2 separate regions of the Mus musculus genome follow, and region 2 is linked to region 1. Evidence: chromatin contacts called from public Hi-C data. All regions are on one chromosome and are shown on one strand. The core of a region is the stretch at or near the end of the contact, and the rest is flanking DNA. Distances in the headings are between cores, read along the strand shown. Region 1 has its middle 18 kb from the start of Gm25369. Region 2 holds the start of Akap12 (A kinase (PRKA) anchor protein (gravin) 12).

The links. A called contact is a pair of places that touch in the nucleus more often than the background predicts.
Region 2: a Hi-C map of the N1E-115 cell line shows a contact between it and region 1, with 2.6 times the contacts expected there. The contact joins the promoter of Akap12 here to the enhancer-like site in region 1. A contact is called at or near these places in 7 of 39 promoter capture datasets (the 3T3-L1 cell line, 3T3-L1-derived adipocytes, the C10 cell line and 3 more), 1 of 484 Hi-C or Micro-C datasets (the N1E-115 cell line), 3 of 115 datasets of contacts at active chromatin or transcription factors (embryonic stem cells, epiblast stem cells and stem cell-derived neural progenitor cells) and 3 of 9 other capture datasets (adipose tissue, liver and pancreatic islet).

The regions. Positions count from the first base shown.
Region 1 is chr10:4,183,707-4,191,548 of GRCm38.p6, forward strand. No RefSeq gene overlaps it. Among named protein-coding and RNA genes, the nearest start is that of Gm25369, 18 kb to the left of the region's middle. Within about 2 kb of position 5,110, at least 19 of the 459 cell types and tissues checked have an H3K27ac peak or open chromatin away from gene starts, as enhancers often do. A contact at or near this core is called in the N1E-115 cell line, where this site is marked.
Region 2 is chr10:4,262,096-4,269,937 of GRCm38.p6, forward strand. Akap12 (A kinase (PRKA) anchor protein (gravin) 12) reads left to right here and starts at 4,234. Exons shown (of 4, transcript NM_031185.3): 1 at 4,234-4,573. The coding sequence starts at 4,424.

The DNA of each region.
Region 1 (7,842 bases), core at 3,860-6,359:
CAACTTCAGACAGTTCTTAGGTGCATTCTTTCCTCCAAATGGAAGATCTTGCTTTACATTTTCTTACTGTTACAAGTATATTTCCAGGGCTGTCAGAGAAGAGCATCAGATGCTCTTTCAGAGGACCCTGGTTTAATTCCCAGCACCTACATGGCAGCTTACAACTGTCTGTAACTCCAGTCTTGGTGGATCCGGCCTCCTCACACAGACATACACGCAGGCAAAACACCAATGTACATACATACATACATACATACATACATGCGTAATCTTTTAAAAAATCACAGTACTTTTCATTATTACTATAAATTATATATTAACTATGGAGAACCTAGAAAGGGAAGCAAATGGCCAGAAAAACTCATTCTTTTAAGTAAGAAAAGCCACCATTAACATTTCCTTTTAGACCTTTCTGTAATATACACAAAACGAGCATCTGTATGTCTTGATAAGATCACACCATGATGTATTTATATGCACGTAGCAATCTACTTGAATATAACACCTCACATCAATGGTTGCATTTCTGTGACATTATTTATTGTGTGCATGCATATATGTGTTCATGTGTGAGTGCACACGTTTGAGTGTACATGTATGCAGAAGCCAGAGGTCAACATTGGGTGTCTTCTGTAAACTCGACTTTTTATTTTTTGAGATGGACTCACTATGTAGCTCTGGCTTGCCTTGGAACCCTCCATATAGAATAGGCCGGCCTACCCAGTTGTTTGGCCAAATCCCTCTTATCTTTTGAGACAAGTTCTCTCATTAGGCCTAGAACTCACCAAAGTAACCAGCTTCGTTGGCCAGCAGACCCTAAGGATCCTTGTCTGCTCCTCCCCAGTGCTAGATTACAGGTACCCACCATCACACGTGGTTTCTCACATGGGCGCATTGATGAGCTGAACTCCCGTCCTCATGTTTGTGAGGGAAAGGCCTTTATCAACTGAGCCATCTTCCAAGGCCCTCACTAACAACACTTTAATGGCTGCACATGGTCCTTTGGTATGCCCTCACAGAGCTGCTTTAACTGAACCCCTGTGCCAAGGCCTTCATTACAAACAGGACTTTGACAATCCTTCCACTGTAAAAAATCATGACACCCCTCTAACACAAGCTGAGAAGGTACCAAAGATGTGCAGGTCCTGGGGTGGGCTTGGAGATGGTCAAGCCTACCATTCCCTTCTCACAGACATGCTTAGGCCAAAGGCTTTTGCTAGTCCTCTTTGGCTGCTGTAACAAAAGACCCCGAACATCCACACTCTAATGAGCTCAGCATCAAGCCTAGTCATTCAGAAAGTTTTTTCTATCCTTGCTGGCTGGAAAGCCCTAACCTGAGGGATCTCTGATGGGGATGCGAGCTTGGAGGGTTATCAGAGTCCCCGGTCTAGACCCTGAGTCTCACAGAGCTCTCAGGCTCTGAACTCGGGCCACCTGGGCATGGAAGGCGGGACCAGTAAAAAGAGAAAAGCAGAGCACGGTGTGCAGAGGCTCAGTGTCAGGGGGTGTTTCTGAGGAGGCCAGAAGTATCTGCGATGTAGCTTGTCACCAAGCAGAAAGTGGCAAAGGGCCAATAATTGAAGTGTGTGTGTGTGTGTGTGTGTGTGTGTGTGTGTCTGCACGTGTGTCTCCAGAGGAAGTTGTAAGACAAGCATGCCTTTGCTGCTGCCATCCAACTAATGATAACTCAGAGGCTGGGTAGAGACCATGGCCTGGGGCTGCTGGGACAGTGCTCTACTGACTGAAACAACAGAATTTCTCTGTCAGTCCTGGAGTTCCCACGGTTCTTATGTCTGGAAATCTGATATGAGGGGTCACCCGGGTTGGGCTCCCTCTCCTTCCATCTCTTGGCTGGCAGCTACATGGCTCTGTTCTCTGCCTCCCCTCCTGTACCCGTTATTTACATGGCCATCTCCTTGGTTATGTGTCTCCTCTCTTCAAATAAAGACACTCATCATCTGGGATTCGAACCTGTCTTACTGACCTCATGATCTGATGCTGTCTACAAAGCCCCTACTTTCAAACAAGGTGAAGAGACTCAAGATGTCAGTATTTCCTACTGGAGGACAATTCAATCTATACTTGTTCTAATTTTATTTTTGTTGCAAAATATATATATAGAAAAAGCAACTAAGGTAGATGGTGTTTATTTTAGAGTGCGGTTACAGCCCGGTCTACAGCTTGGAAGACCAGATGATAGAACGCATCATGCCCACATCAAGAGGAGAAGTGAATGCATGATGCATGCTTACTGTGTAGCAAGCTTTCCTACTCTTCTGCAGTGCAAGGTCCCACACCAGGGAATGGTGCCGCCCACTTTCAGACTGGGTCATCCCGCATCAATTTAGGCAATCAAAATAACCCCCGAAAGCATGCTCATAGGCCAAGCTGACCCTCACAACTGAGGCTCTTCCTGGCTGACTCTGGGCTGTGTCAAGCAGACAAAACTAATCCTTTCCTTCAAAGAAACCAGCAATTCCAATCACTCTTGGAAAAATCCTTTCCGATATGTGAAGCCCTACAATGTCTTAAGGGTCTCATGCTAAGGCCTTTGGCCAGTGGTTCTCAAACCTGTGGGTCACATCCCCCACAGGGGTTGCTTATCAAAAATTTACAATGCAATCATAACAGAAGCAAAATTACAGTTATGAAGTAGCATTGAAATCGTTTTATGGTTGGGGATCACCATAACTTGAGAAACTGTACAAAAGAGTCAGAACCACAGCCTGAGGCTAACCTGGAACTCAATAGAGATAGCTCAACCTGAGCTCACACTCTTGGGTTTTTTTTTTTTTTTGATTTAGTTATTTATCTTATGTATATGAGTACACTGTAGCTATACAGATGGTTATGAGCCATCATGTGGTTGCTAGGAATTGAATTCAGGACCTCTGCTCTCTCCAGTCCCACTCACTCTGACCCAAAGATTATTATATCTAAGTACACTGTAGCTGTCTTCAGACACACTAGAAGAGGGCATCAGATCTCATTACAGATGGTTGTGAGTCATCATGAGGTGGCTGGGAGTTGAACTCAGGACCTTCGGAAGAGATCTTAACAGCTGAGCCATCTCTCCAGCCCCTGACCTTACACTCTTAATGATTCTCCTGCCTCAGTCTCCAAAGTGCTGGGATTACAGGCAGGAACCACCATACCTGGCTGTTTCTAAATTTTAATAAGCATCAACATTGATGAGTACACAGGCACCATAGCAATGAATTCACACGGGGTAAATGTCTGTCTACCCACCCATGTCCAGAAAGAAGATGATAGGCTGGGATTGTTTGTTTATTTGTTTGTTTGTTTTGTTTTTTGGGTTTTTTGTTTGTTTGTTTGTTTGTTTTTGAGACAGGGTTTCTCTGTATAGCTCTGGCTGTCCTGGAACTCTGTAGACCAGGCTGGCCTCGAACTCAGATATCCGCCTGCCTCTGCCTCCCAAGTGCTGGGATTAAAGGCGTGCGCTGCCACCATGCAACTGGGAATGTTTTAATGAGTGTTTTTCTCTTGAAATTCTCCAACTGACCTTGTAAGAATTATTAATCTGGCCTACAGATGATGATACGACTACATAGCATCCTGTAGCTGAAAGCTACAAGGTCCAGACGGACTCCGTACAGTGTGCATCTTCACTCATCAACTCTGGTTGTAAAGAGTGACATTTGCCCACCCATCCAGACAAGGGCATAGAAAGCGCCCCAAGTTCAGAATCAAAGGTTATCAGAAAATCAGCGTAAACTAGGAATAGGGAGCTGGCTCCATTTTTCTGAGACACAGGGTCTTGATAGGAGAATTTGGCAAGATTTGGGGGAGTCCCCATCAATCTGGACTTTATTTTGGGGCCAAGTAAAGAGCCACTGGAATAAGCCAGGCCTGATAGCACCAGAGACTGAGGGAAAAATGGCCAGGTCAAGACATGCCTGGGCTGCAGAAACAGTTCAAAAATCAGCCTGAGAAACTCACTGACACCCGCCTCAAAATAATCAAAAAGAAGTAAAGAGGAGAGAGCAGAGCCAACAAGATGGCTCTGTGGATAAAGGTGCCTGATGCCAAGCCTGAGGACGCAGGTTCAATCCCCAAGACTCACATGGTTGAAGGAGACAACTACCTGGCACAAATTTTCCTCTGATTTCTACAACATGCACTAACTTAAATATATAACAGGCAGTGGTGGTGCATGCCTTTAATCCCAGCACTTGGGAGGCAGAAGCAGGCAGATTTCTGAGTTCAAGGCCAGCCTGGTCTACAGAGTGAGTTCCAGGACAGCCAGGGCTACACAGAGAAACCCTGTCTCAAACAAACAAACAAACAAACAAAAACAAACAAAAAAAAAGAGTTTATTTACTTTGGGGCTGAAGAGATAGCTCAGCGGTTAACAGCACCGACTGCTCTTCCAAAGGTCACGAGTTCAAATCCCAGTTTGGCCAACTGCTCCAAAGAGCTGGGACTTGATCCATGGTAGCCTTTTGTTCCTACTTCCAACTTTGGACCCAAGGAAAGCCAAATGTATACAGTCACATGGGATGCCCACCCCTCCCCCATTTTCAGTAGCATAGCAGCCTACGGTCAACATGGACTGAGGACCAGTGGCTTTCTAGAGACGCTCCAGGCCTTCAGCCCCAGATTGAGTCCAGCTTCATGGACCGAACAGTCCTTCCAACATAGAGTCAGACTTTGGCTAACTCTCTAGTTCCCATCATGTAGGCCAAGCTAATAAATTTTACTTCATATATGACATTCATTCTTCTGGTTCATTCTAGGGAACATTGGCTAGTCCAGCAAAATTCCTAAGAGCACTAGGCACTAAAATGGATGCTTTGTCAAGGCCATGAGGGTTAGAGGTAGACTCAAACACAGGCATTGAATGGAGGTGTTGGGGATGTAACCAAGGCGATGACATTTTTAGGACAGTGGCTCCTCAATCCTTGTAACCCTCAAATCACCTTTGAGAAGCCCTCTGGATTCTTAAAACACCCCACCCTGTCCCCAGATGTGCTGACTCGGCTTCTCTGGGAGAGCCTGAAGTCATTTCTTTAAAAGCCCCTCTGGTGATCCTGATGTTTAGCCTTGGCAAGGGCTGCTGCCTGGAGCGGAGTGCATGATTCTTGGACGGGTGCCCGTAGGCGGGACCAATGGAGATAAAGAATCCCAGACCTCTGCTTCATCAGCAAGGACCAAGGCAATGATGTCTGAGGGAGGGAGAACTTTGAGGCAAGTGGTAGCTGCTTTGGCATGCCGGGTAACATGCAGACCTGCAGGCAAGTGAGCATGGCCTTCGAGCATCTGGGAAGCTGCTGGAGCTGCGGAGAATCTAATACTGACGACCTCTAGACTTTGACATTCGGGTAGGAAAGAGAAGTCCCTCGGCGCCATCCCTCGCTGTGTCCTTCATCTGGAGGATGTGAAAATTACTGTCAGCGACTCTAATTGATTTAGCCGGGCAATCAGCAGTGATCATCTGCAACAGATATGTCTGTGTCCTGGAGTGGCTGAGCATCTGCAGCGCAATCAGCCTGACCCTCTCACACTCAAATGCTGGAAGAAAAGTCTCTAGCGGTGTCTCCTATAAACCCTGCTCTTTGACAGTGGTCACCGTTAGACTCCTCCAGTGGGTGATGTTAACTGACTGGAAAGCCTGTTTTCACAAATACATCCTAATCCATAAAATATACAAGGATCTTTGACCCTCCCCCCTCCCCCAACTCCCATATTCCCAAAAGGCAAAAATCACGTCTGTGAAAATGCCTGACCTAATCAATTTTCAAATTAACTTGAAATTGCTATTTAAGTTCAAATGGAGTAACTGTCAGAGGAGTCGTGACTCTGGAACACAGACATGAGCCTGATCTGGTAATTGGCACAAAATAGAAAACGGAGTGATTTTATGGTGCACAGGGACAAGCATAGGCCCATCTGGGCAATTTACATGAAAATTCGTCTCCCTTCAATCCTCCTGCTTCTCCTTGAGGCATAGACACCATAGGCACTGCCTTATTTCTGAGTGTCGGGGCATCCTGTGCTCTCTGCTGGGAGCGCTCTCCTACCTGGGCCATCAGCCCTTAGGATCTAGCATAGAAGGCAATCCTTTTCCTTTTTTTTTTTCTTTGTATTTATGTATTGAGGTGAGGGTGTGGCAGACTTGGAAGCCGATGTTACAGAAGGATTGGCTGAGATCACCCTGGCATAGAAAAGACAATATCATCTGAGAGGAAAGAGACAGAACAAAGGATGAAGATGGTGGCAATACTGGACAGAAGGTGGGAGGAGGGATCTATGAGCCCAGGATTGGCGGTAGACGTGACCCCCCAAACGCCCCCAGCTCCTCATCCTGCCCGCTGCCCTGGCCACATTGTCCTCAGGCTTCCAGGGCACATGGCTGAAAGGGAGCTGTCAGACTTGTAGACTCAAGAACAGTCAGGCTGTTGAGAACTGCACGGCTTCAGGAATTGATGGAACTGGGGTCCTGAGGGAATGAAGGAAGGACAGACACACGTACAGAAAAGCTGGGGACAGGTGGTGGGCTGTATTTCTCTGAGAGAGGGCACCAGCTACAATCTGGAAGCCTCGTTTATTTTGTGCACATGAATAGAGGAGGCAGCTTTATTGGATACAACTGAATAAGGAAGGAGGTAGGTTTGTAGCATAGAGCTGAACGAGAAGGCAGGTTTAGCTAATCTTAGTAGGAGGTCCCTGGTGGGGAGCAATCCCAGCTTGCAGTCACCCAGGAGGAAGAACCTGTGACCGATAGTTTCTTTACACGCTGTCAACATTCACCTTTGGACCGAAGGACCTGAGGACGGAGGACCGGAGGATAGCTTTACCATCCCTTCGAGCCTCACCTGAGGAAGGCTTTGCCACTCCATGGGTCTGAGCCAGGCCCTGAGGGTCTTAACATGGCTGTGTGGGTGTGTCCATGCCAAAGATACACATCCACATTGGCTCCTCCATCCTTACACAAGCACTCGAGACTTGGTCTACTCCCAAATCAGACAGTCAACATCAGCAGTCCCTCTCCTCTGTGGGAGGTGGTTGCTGGGCCCCCTTCATTGACAGACCATGGATACTGTCTCTGGAGACCCCGATAGCCTGTCTCTCTGTTGTGTAGCTATGCTGCTCTTAGAAGTTTGCACAAAAGGGCGACAAATTCAAAGGTCTTTTCCTTGCTCTGCTTAGGAAATCAATGTTTAAATTAAGGAGACTGGAAGGATCAGCACAGGAAAGCAGGGCTAGGTGTAGGGAGACTTTTCATGCGGGACCTTAGAGCCAGCAACCAGCGCTCCAAAGGAGTAGGGAATTATGGGAGTGCTTTGGCCAGCAAGGTTAGCTCTCCACCAGAATCCATGAATTCTAGCAAGCACAAAGAGAAAATACTTGGAGAGAGATGTTAGTCTGTACCTGTAGTGGCTATTCCTGGTTGTCAACTTGACAATATTTGGAATGAACTACAATCCGGAATTGGAAGGCTCACCAGTGACCCTTATCTGGAGGCTTGGAGATCCTTATCTGGATCTTGGTTTGAAGATCTTGAGCCATAGTGGCTATGGATTCCAGAAGATTGAATCTCCGAGTTAAGGAACACACCTTTAATCTGGGCTATGCCTTTCATCTGGGATTAAAGGTGTGGTGGAACACACCTTTAATCTGGGCTACACCTTTTGCTGGAGACAATATAAGGACATTGGAAGAAGGGAGTCTAGCTCTTGCTCCTGCTCCTTCGCCTGCTTGCTGCGTGAGACTGAGTAACTGCTAGATCCTTGGACTTCCATTCACAGCTGTGACTGAACGATTGTTGGGAATTGAGCTGCCGACTGTAAGTCATCAATAAATTCCTTTATTATCTAGAGA
Region 2 (7,842 bases), core at 2,984-5,483, 78 kb after region 1:
ACCAAACTGAGCATAGTGATTCATGTATGCCCTAAATAGGCAAGAGGAACAGAAATTCTAGGTCGTGTCCCATAAAGGTCCCAGGCTAGCCTGAGCTAACCTGGAAAAACCCAGAGCAACCAGTGAAGGCAAACTCTCTAACTGGGTAGTGCTGCTGTGTACCTTTAATCCCTGCACTCCGGGGACAGAGGCAGACAGACCCCTTTGAGTTCAAGGCCAGCCTGGTCTACAAGAGGGAGAGTTCCAGGACTACACAGAGAAATCCTGCCTTAAAACAAACAAACAAACAAAACCCCCCTAACTCTGAGGTTTTGTTATGTAACCCAAACTAACCCCAAACTTACTATGTGGCCCAGGCTAACCTTGGGTTCGTGGGAATCCTCCTGCATCAGGCTGCCTGGTGCTAAAATTATAGGTATGTGCCACCAAGCCTGGCTGAGCCTGTTTACTGTACCAGTATCCTTGAAGGTATTTGGGAAGGGAAAGGAGAGGGAGTAAGAGAGAGAAATAAAAGTGTGGACTGGCCCTGCAGTGGTGGCGCATGTCTTTAATCCCAGCACTCGGGAGGCAGAGGCAGGCAGATTTCTGAGTTCCGGGCCAGCCTGGTCTACAAAGTGAGTTCCAGGATAACCAGGGCTACACAGAGAAACCCTGTCTTGGAAAAACAAAACAAAACAAAACAAAACAACAAAGGAAAGAAAACAAAACAAAAAAACAAAACAAAAAAAGTGTGGACTGACTCAGGTGAGGGTAGAAGGGGGCATGAGAAGGGGATCTGTGGGAACAAAATGCCTGAATAATGTAGGGAGGAGCCTCTGGGGGGAAGGGCAATCCAGCCCCTGGGCTGGAAAGTTCAGAGTTGGGGGCAAGGTATGACAGGTGGGAATGCTGAGGGATGCTGGCAGAACCTGGAGATGTTAAATATGCACTTCAGCCCAGGTCCTGGGATCATAAACCAAACACCTGGTCCCTTTTTTTTTTTTTAACATTTATTATTATATGTAAGTACACTGTAGCTGTTTTCCAATGCATTAGAAGAGGGCGTCAGATCTCATTATGAGTGGTTGGGAGCCACCATGTGGTTGCTGGGATTTGAACTCAGGACCTTCGGAAGAGCAGTCAGTGCTCATACCCGCTGAGCCATCTCACCAGCCCACCTGGTCCCTTAAAATACAATCTTACTTTTTAAGTTTTGTCTTGTTGGGTTGTTTTGTTTTGTTTTTTCTTTAAACCAGGGATTCCCTATGTAGTTTATGCTGGCCTTGAACTCACAATCTGTCTCAGTCTCACAAGTGCTTGGATTACAGGGGTGTGCCACCTGATCTAGCTGTTTTGTGTTTTCCTTATTTTATTGAGTGTTAAGTGTGGTGTGTGGTGTGTGTGTGTGTGTGTGTGTGTGTGTGTGTGTGTGTGAGTGCACATGCACATGGGGCCATGTGCGGCCATGTAGGGCCAGAGGTCTATGCAGGTGCCTTTCTCATTTGTTCTCCAGGTGTTTTGGATGATTGGTTCTTTTTCTTTTCTTTTCTTTTCTTTTCTTTTTTTTTTTTTTTTTTTTTTTTTTTTTTTTTTTTTTTTTTTTTGGTTTTTCGAGACAGGGTTTCTCTGTATAGCCCTGGCTATCCTGGAACTCACTTTGTAGACCAGGCTGGCCTGGAACTCAGAAATCTGCCTGTCTCTGCCTCCCGAGTGCTGGGATTAAAGACATGTGCCACCACACCTGGCTGTTTTTGTTTTAAACATGGTCTCTCACTGATTTGTCCAGGCTGGCCAAGGTGCTTCAAGGATCCCCCAGTTTCTCCATTCTCCTTGCTGGGACTGCGGGTCACAAGCCCACCTCACTAGATGTCATGATCTGGGGATCTGAATTCATGTCCTGTGGACTCCTGCACCACCTGACTGGCCCAATTCTTCATCCCCTCGATTTTAATTTTCAAAAGTAAGAAAACACACATTTTTATAGCCTGGACAATAAGCATAAGGGAAACAGCTTGTGCTCCAAGCAGGCCCAGGCAAGGCCTTCCTCAGCCCTAGACTGGATACTGCTAGCTGGAAATCTTTGACCTTGCAATCTTTCTGAACATTTCAAGGCTAGTGGATGTGAAAAGCTTTGTGAAGAATTTCCCAGGAACTTGAATAATACAATCTCACAAAATGGGGGAACGTTGATACTATTTGTATCAAATCGGTGGGACAAACAGTGCCTCCTCCTCTATTTTCAAATGTGCTGACTTTATTGTTCTCCCCTGCTTTTGCTGTGGGGATAGAACTCAATGCCCTTAATCCTAGGCTCTGCATCAAAGCCACACCCAGGCTGTTTCAGCAGCGTTTTTAAGTTCCTACCATCCTGAGGAAGGACTAGGGTGGACCTTAAAGTCACATGCTCACTGGATCCCTCCCTCATATCCATCTACCGACTATGAATCCTTGGATACACAAAAATTTGCCTTCTTTGGTTAATCCCCTTCCCTTTCTCTATTGGTAATCTGTATGCCATTGGGTTGTTATAAGGATTACATACGATGATATACGCAATGTTTTTTTGTTCTTTGTTTTGTTTTTTGAATAGTACCTGATACAAAATGAGAACTTTCAAGTTTGGGCCAGAGACATGGTTCAAAGCTAGAGTGTTTGTCTCAGAGTGCACAAGGCCTTGGGTTCCATCCCCCACCCCTCAGCACTGTAAGGGGTGGGGGAGGGGAGATGCTAATGTTCTCTAAATATTCAAAAATTAAATTGAAGTAGGGTGTGGTCTCAGTCTCACAAGTCTATACTGTCTTCCCTCCAGAGACTTGGCTACAACACTTATGGCTAGCCTGAACTAGATTGTGAGAAATTCTTTCTCAACAAACAAGACAAATTGAGATAGGTGACACACTTACAAATAACTAAAAGCAACTTGAAAGTCTGTTTCTAAATGAATGAACCCCAAAGAAACTGGCCTTCCGAAATAAGTGGAGAAACCAAATTTTATCCTGAAAAACCGAGTTGTTCCCAATAAACACTTAAATGACCATGAATAAGGACCAAGTGTTATTAGCTAAATTAATGTTTTCATTGATACTCAAGTAACCTGTATCAAATCTAGGGACAAGATATTTATCTGGCATCTAGATTCAATGCTCTTACTGATTTTAAATCACTAATTCCTTCACTCATCCACAGAGCCTCGCTTTGTGGCTCTCAGACTTGGCTGAAACTCACTCACTACCTACCCCATGCAGGCCTCAGGCTCAAGCTAACCCTCCAACTTCAGCCACTGAAGCATCAGGATTTCAGACACGAATCATGGCACCGGGCTCACCTGACATCATTTCATCTTTTCCCCCTAGCATTTTAATGCTTAGTGACGGGTAATCTAACAAAATTTCAATTTAAGACTTATTGGCTGCCATGTTAATACAATGAGTATTTAATCAAGTGGAGGAAGAAAACAGACAGGCCCTTTCTTTGCTAGTACGAGAGAAATCTTCGTGTTTTGATAATGCCGATGGCGACTAAGCAGACCTAAGCCAATGTGGTGTTTAAGCGTCGGGAGAGAGACGAATGGCCTGGATGTGTAACCTTCAGCATCAGACGCTCAAAGGACAGGCACATTTCCAGTAACAGCTTCATTTCCCCGCGCGTTCCCCGGGGAAAGAGGGCGGCGAGTTCTGTTGATGGCATCAGCTGACATCACTGGCTGGGATCATGGGGACGCTGGGCCCACCTCAGCGGTGGCCTGACTGCATCAACCTCTGGGTTTCCCAGCTCCTGCCACGTGAGCCGCCCTAATATGGCCAGGCTCAGGAGCAGCCCAGGAGGGCTTCCTTTCTCCGGCTGAAGGAGAGAAAGCTAGAAACAAATGCTTAAAGTCAAACCCAACCTGAAGAAAAGCAAATGGGGATTTGGGTTCCCGCCTGGTCAAATGTAAATCCTTAGTCTGCAGAAGATCCAACCTTGGGTTATCAATCATTACATTAAAAAAACAAAGCTTTTGCCCCCGCCCCCTTCTTTGCTGCTCCTGAACCTTCTGCAGCCCTGGGACAGACCCCAAACCCCTCGTCCCCCTTTAATGACCCGAGAAGCCCTGGGGGCGGGGTGGGCTGCTGGGGGCCTGGTGTCGGAGCCTCTGGTCCTAGCAGCCTAGGGGGAGATGCTGCAAGGCGTGTCTGGGCTGTGCTCATGTGATGAAGGGAGGGAAAAACAAGGAGGGGGGAGGAGGCTACGAGGTGGCTTTTTTTTTTTTTTTTTCTTTTAAGGAGTTTGCCACGAGCGCGTCCCCTTCATTCTCAGTCCGGGTGTGTTCTCAGCAGGATCGTGGAGAGCGGGTGCTCCTCACCCCTTAGTCCCTGTGGTCCTGGGCGCACATCTCCTCGCCCCTCTGCTTCTCCGCGGTCCCAGGAAGACGGCTAGCCGGCGAGAGTAGGAAAGCCACTGAGCCATGGGTGCAGGCAGTTCCACCGAGCAGCGGAGCCCCGAGCAGCCGGCGGAGAGCGACACGCCGAGCGAGCTGGAGCTCAGTGGCCATGGGCCCGCAGCGGAAGCGTCGGGAGCAGCTGGAGATCCCGCTGACGCGGACCCCGCCACCAAGGTAAGCTGCAGCCACCTGCCCGGGTGGGGCGGGATGGAGATGGGGCGTCCCGGCGGTTTCCGCCTGCCACAACTTCCCGCCGGTACAGCCCATCTGCAAACTCGAGCGCAGCCCTGTGCAGTCTCTGGGGTCTTTTGCACCGGGGCGGGGCTGGCATCTTTGTGGAGGGTCTCTAAGGGCGGCGACCTAGCCAGCCCTTCTGCAACCATCATATCTGCCCTGACCGCCGTTCTCTAGTCTTTCTTCTCTCTTCCGGTGGGCTGGCAGCCTGGGGGATGGCCGGTGGGGCATCCGTAAGAATTGACCACGGCCAGGCTTCTTAAGCCACTTTACACACCCCTAGATCCCAGGTCCCAGAGTGGGGAAGTCGGGACCTGCTTTGAAGCAGGGCAAACCTAGGTTCTAGGTTCCCCGCCCAGTGTTGGCCTTGATACCAGCTTCCACCCGGGCCACCAGGTCTGGTACCCAGAGTCCTGCGGCAGCGCCTGGGACACCGCCTAGCTAATGCAGAGAGCCATGCATGTAGCTCTCTTCCAGACAGAGAGAACCGGAGCAGAAGCACGAATGGAGGGATAGGCAAAGCTCCTGGAGTCCTGTCTCCCTTTCTCACAGTTTACTGCCTGTGGACTCAGTTGGATAAACAAACATTGGAGTTAGAAGTTCTGCACGGATGTAGGAAAAGGCTTAAGTAAGCGTTCCTTGCACTCTTTCTGTCGAGTCCACTGTAAAGCTCTAGATATACTGCATTTTATAGGGATGCTTAGTTTGAGACTGGAATATTTGACCCTGCCCTGCCCATCACAGCCTTTACCTTTGTGTCTTGCTCTCATTATTGTATTTTACTTCTGTTCCTTTTGTTTTGTTATTGTTTAGGGTTGTTAATTAATTAATTTGCTTACTTGTTTTAAGACTGGGTCTCACTCTGTAGCCCAGGGCTGGTTTGGAACTCACTAGCTAGCCCAACTAGTGGCAGTCCTCCTGCCTCAGCCTCTCAAATGATTTCATAGCCACGCCCGGATGGCAACATTGCCTGTTGGCTGTTTTCCAGCACGTGTTTGTGAGCAAGAGTTCGCTCGGGTGGATTTAAGATAGTTTTACAGAAACGTGTTGAACAACCAAACAACTTAAAGGAAAAACCAACCAATTTCAGAATTTGGTGATAGAGAGCAGCGAGGACCTTTAGAAATGGGTCAGGAAGTGGAAACATCTTTGTGTGAGAATAAAACACTGAGTTCCAGGTAAATCTAACAGAGGTGGGACCTGATGGCTTTGAGCTCTTTATGTTGCCTAGTATAATGTAGGCTGGGTGGCCTCTCTTAACAGTTCCTGCCTCCAGTGTTTAACTCATCACCACTTATAAAGTCCAAAGTCCTCACTGCCTCAGATGCGCAGGTCTTCTGAGAGACTTCTGCCATCCAGTCAGTCTCCATCTTTTGGATGCCTCATTTACATTTTAATACTCCGTGTAACACTCTTTGGAAACTTCTTTGAGTACACCTGCCCTTAGTGCTTAGTTTGTGGGTACATTGGGCAGGTGGTGGTCAGGGCAACTGTTCCTTGGCACGCGTGCGTGGGGGTCAGAGGACAGCTCTGTGCGGTTAGTTTTCTCCCTCCGCCTTTATGTGGGTTGTGGGGCTGGAACTCATGCTGCTGGCTTTGCACAGCAGGCACCTGTATCTGCTGACTCATCACCTCACTGCCCCTCACCTTGCTTTGCTGGCGATCACCATCAACATAGCTCCAGTTTGGAAATATAGTCATTTTAAGATATAATTGCTAAAAATCTGCAGTCAGGAGACTTTTTTTTTAACTTTGGTTTTTATATGACGTCAAGGTTTATTATCTGTTTACAGTAAGTTATGAACCTTTCTTTTCTTCCTTCCACGCCATCCCGTAGCCTGCATCCCCCCTCCCCCTCGCCATCAACCGCCATCTTGAAACATCCAAGCAGTCTCTTTTAAAAGATGACTTGGTGACACCATTAATTTGTTGGCCCGCTTCCCAGTTATCAATTTGAAGATGGATCGATCCACATGCACGTGCTTGCTGCACACATACGTGTATGTTACTTCCTTCCACCCACAGGTTACCTAGGGTTGAAGACCTAAGACTTTTCAGTAGGATCTCAGAATTAAGAATGATTCAGCACCTCTAAGTCCTCTCTTACTCTTTCCACCACGCCCGGCCTATCTTAAGTTCCAATGCCTGACCTTAGAGGCTTCCATCACTCTCGTCTCCTTAGCCCCTTGTCCCCTATCCGCAGTTTCTACCTTTGTGGACTTAGGGGCTTTTTAACTACCATGCTCCACAAGGCGAAGGGCTTACCCGATTTCCTGACAAACTGTCCCCTGTGTGAGGCAAGGTGCATGGCGCGAAACATCAGGAACTTGGCAAGAGCTGATGGAAGAAGTGGTGGTCCTGGCCCTTGGGATCTCATTGGTGAATGCCAGCTGTCCCCTTCTCCGGCTTCACTTTTAACCTCATGAGGATTCGTTTTGTGTATCAGATAATGACAGTCTCTCTAGTACTTAGTAGATTGAGCAAATGATTTAGGAGGAAAATCAGATTTGAAGACCTGTTTGCTCTTTAGAAAGAGAGAGGTCTGGCTGGGTGTGGAGACTTGCATTTGCAATCCCAGCATTCAGGAGTCTGAGGACCACTGTGATTTTGAAGCTGATTCAATCTAGGCTACATGAACACACACCCCCTATTGGGGGGTGGGGTCAGATGAAACATTCACAGAGTTACTTATGGATTACATCATGAATATATAATCTTGATGGATCTGTAGACATTTTGAGGAGGTTTGCTATGTAGTATATAGTTTTTCCCCTCTTTTTTTATTTTTTTATTTTTTATTTTTGTGTTTTTCTTGAGACAGGGTTTCTCTGTGTAGCCCTGGCTGTCCTGGAACTCACTTTGTAGACCAGACTGGCCTCGAACTCAGAAATTTGCCTGCTTCTGCTTCCCAAGTGCTGGCATTAAAGGCATGTGCCACCATTGCCCGACAGTTTTCCGTCTTTAGATAGAATGATATCCTTTTTTCCTTCTTATTATAGAATTGATCATTAAAGACTTTTATCCTTGTTTTGTTTTGTTTTGTTGGTTTTTCAAGACAGGGTTTCTCTGTATAGCCCTGGCTGTCCTGGAACTCACTTTGTAGACCAGGCTGGGCTGGAACTCAGAAATCCACCTGCCTGTGCCTCCCGAGTGCTAGGATCCTTACATATATATATATATATATATGTATATATATATATATATATATT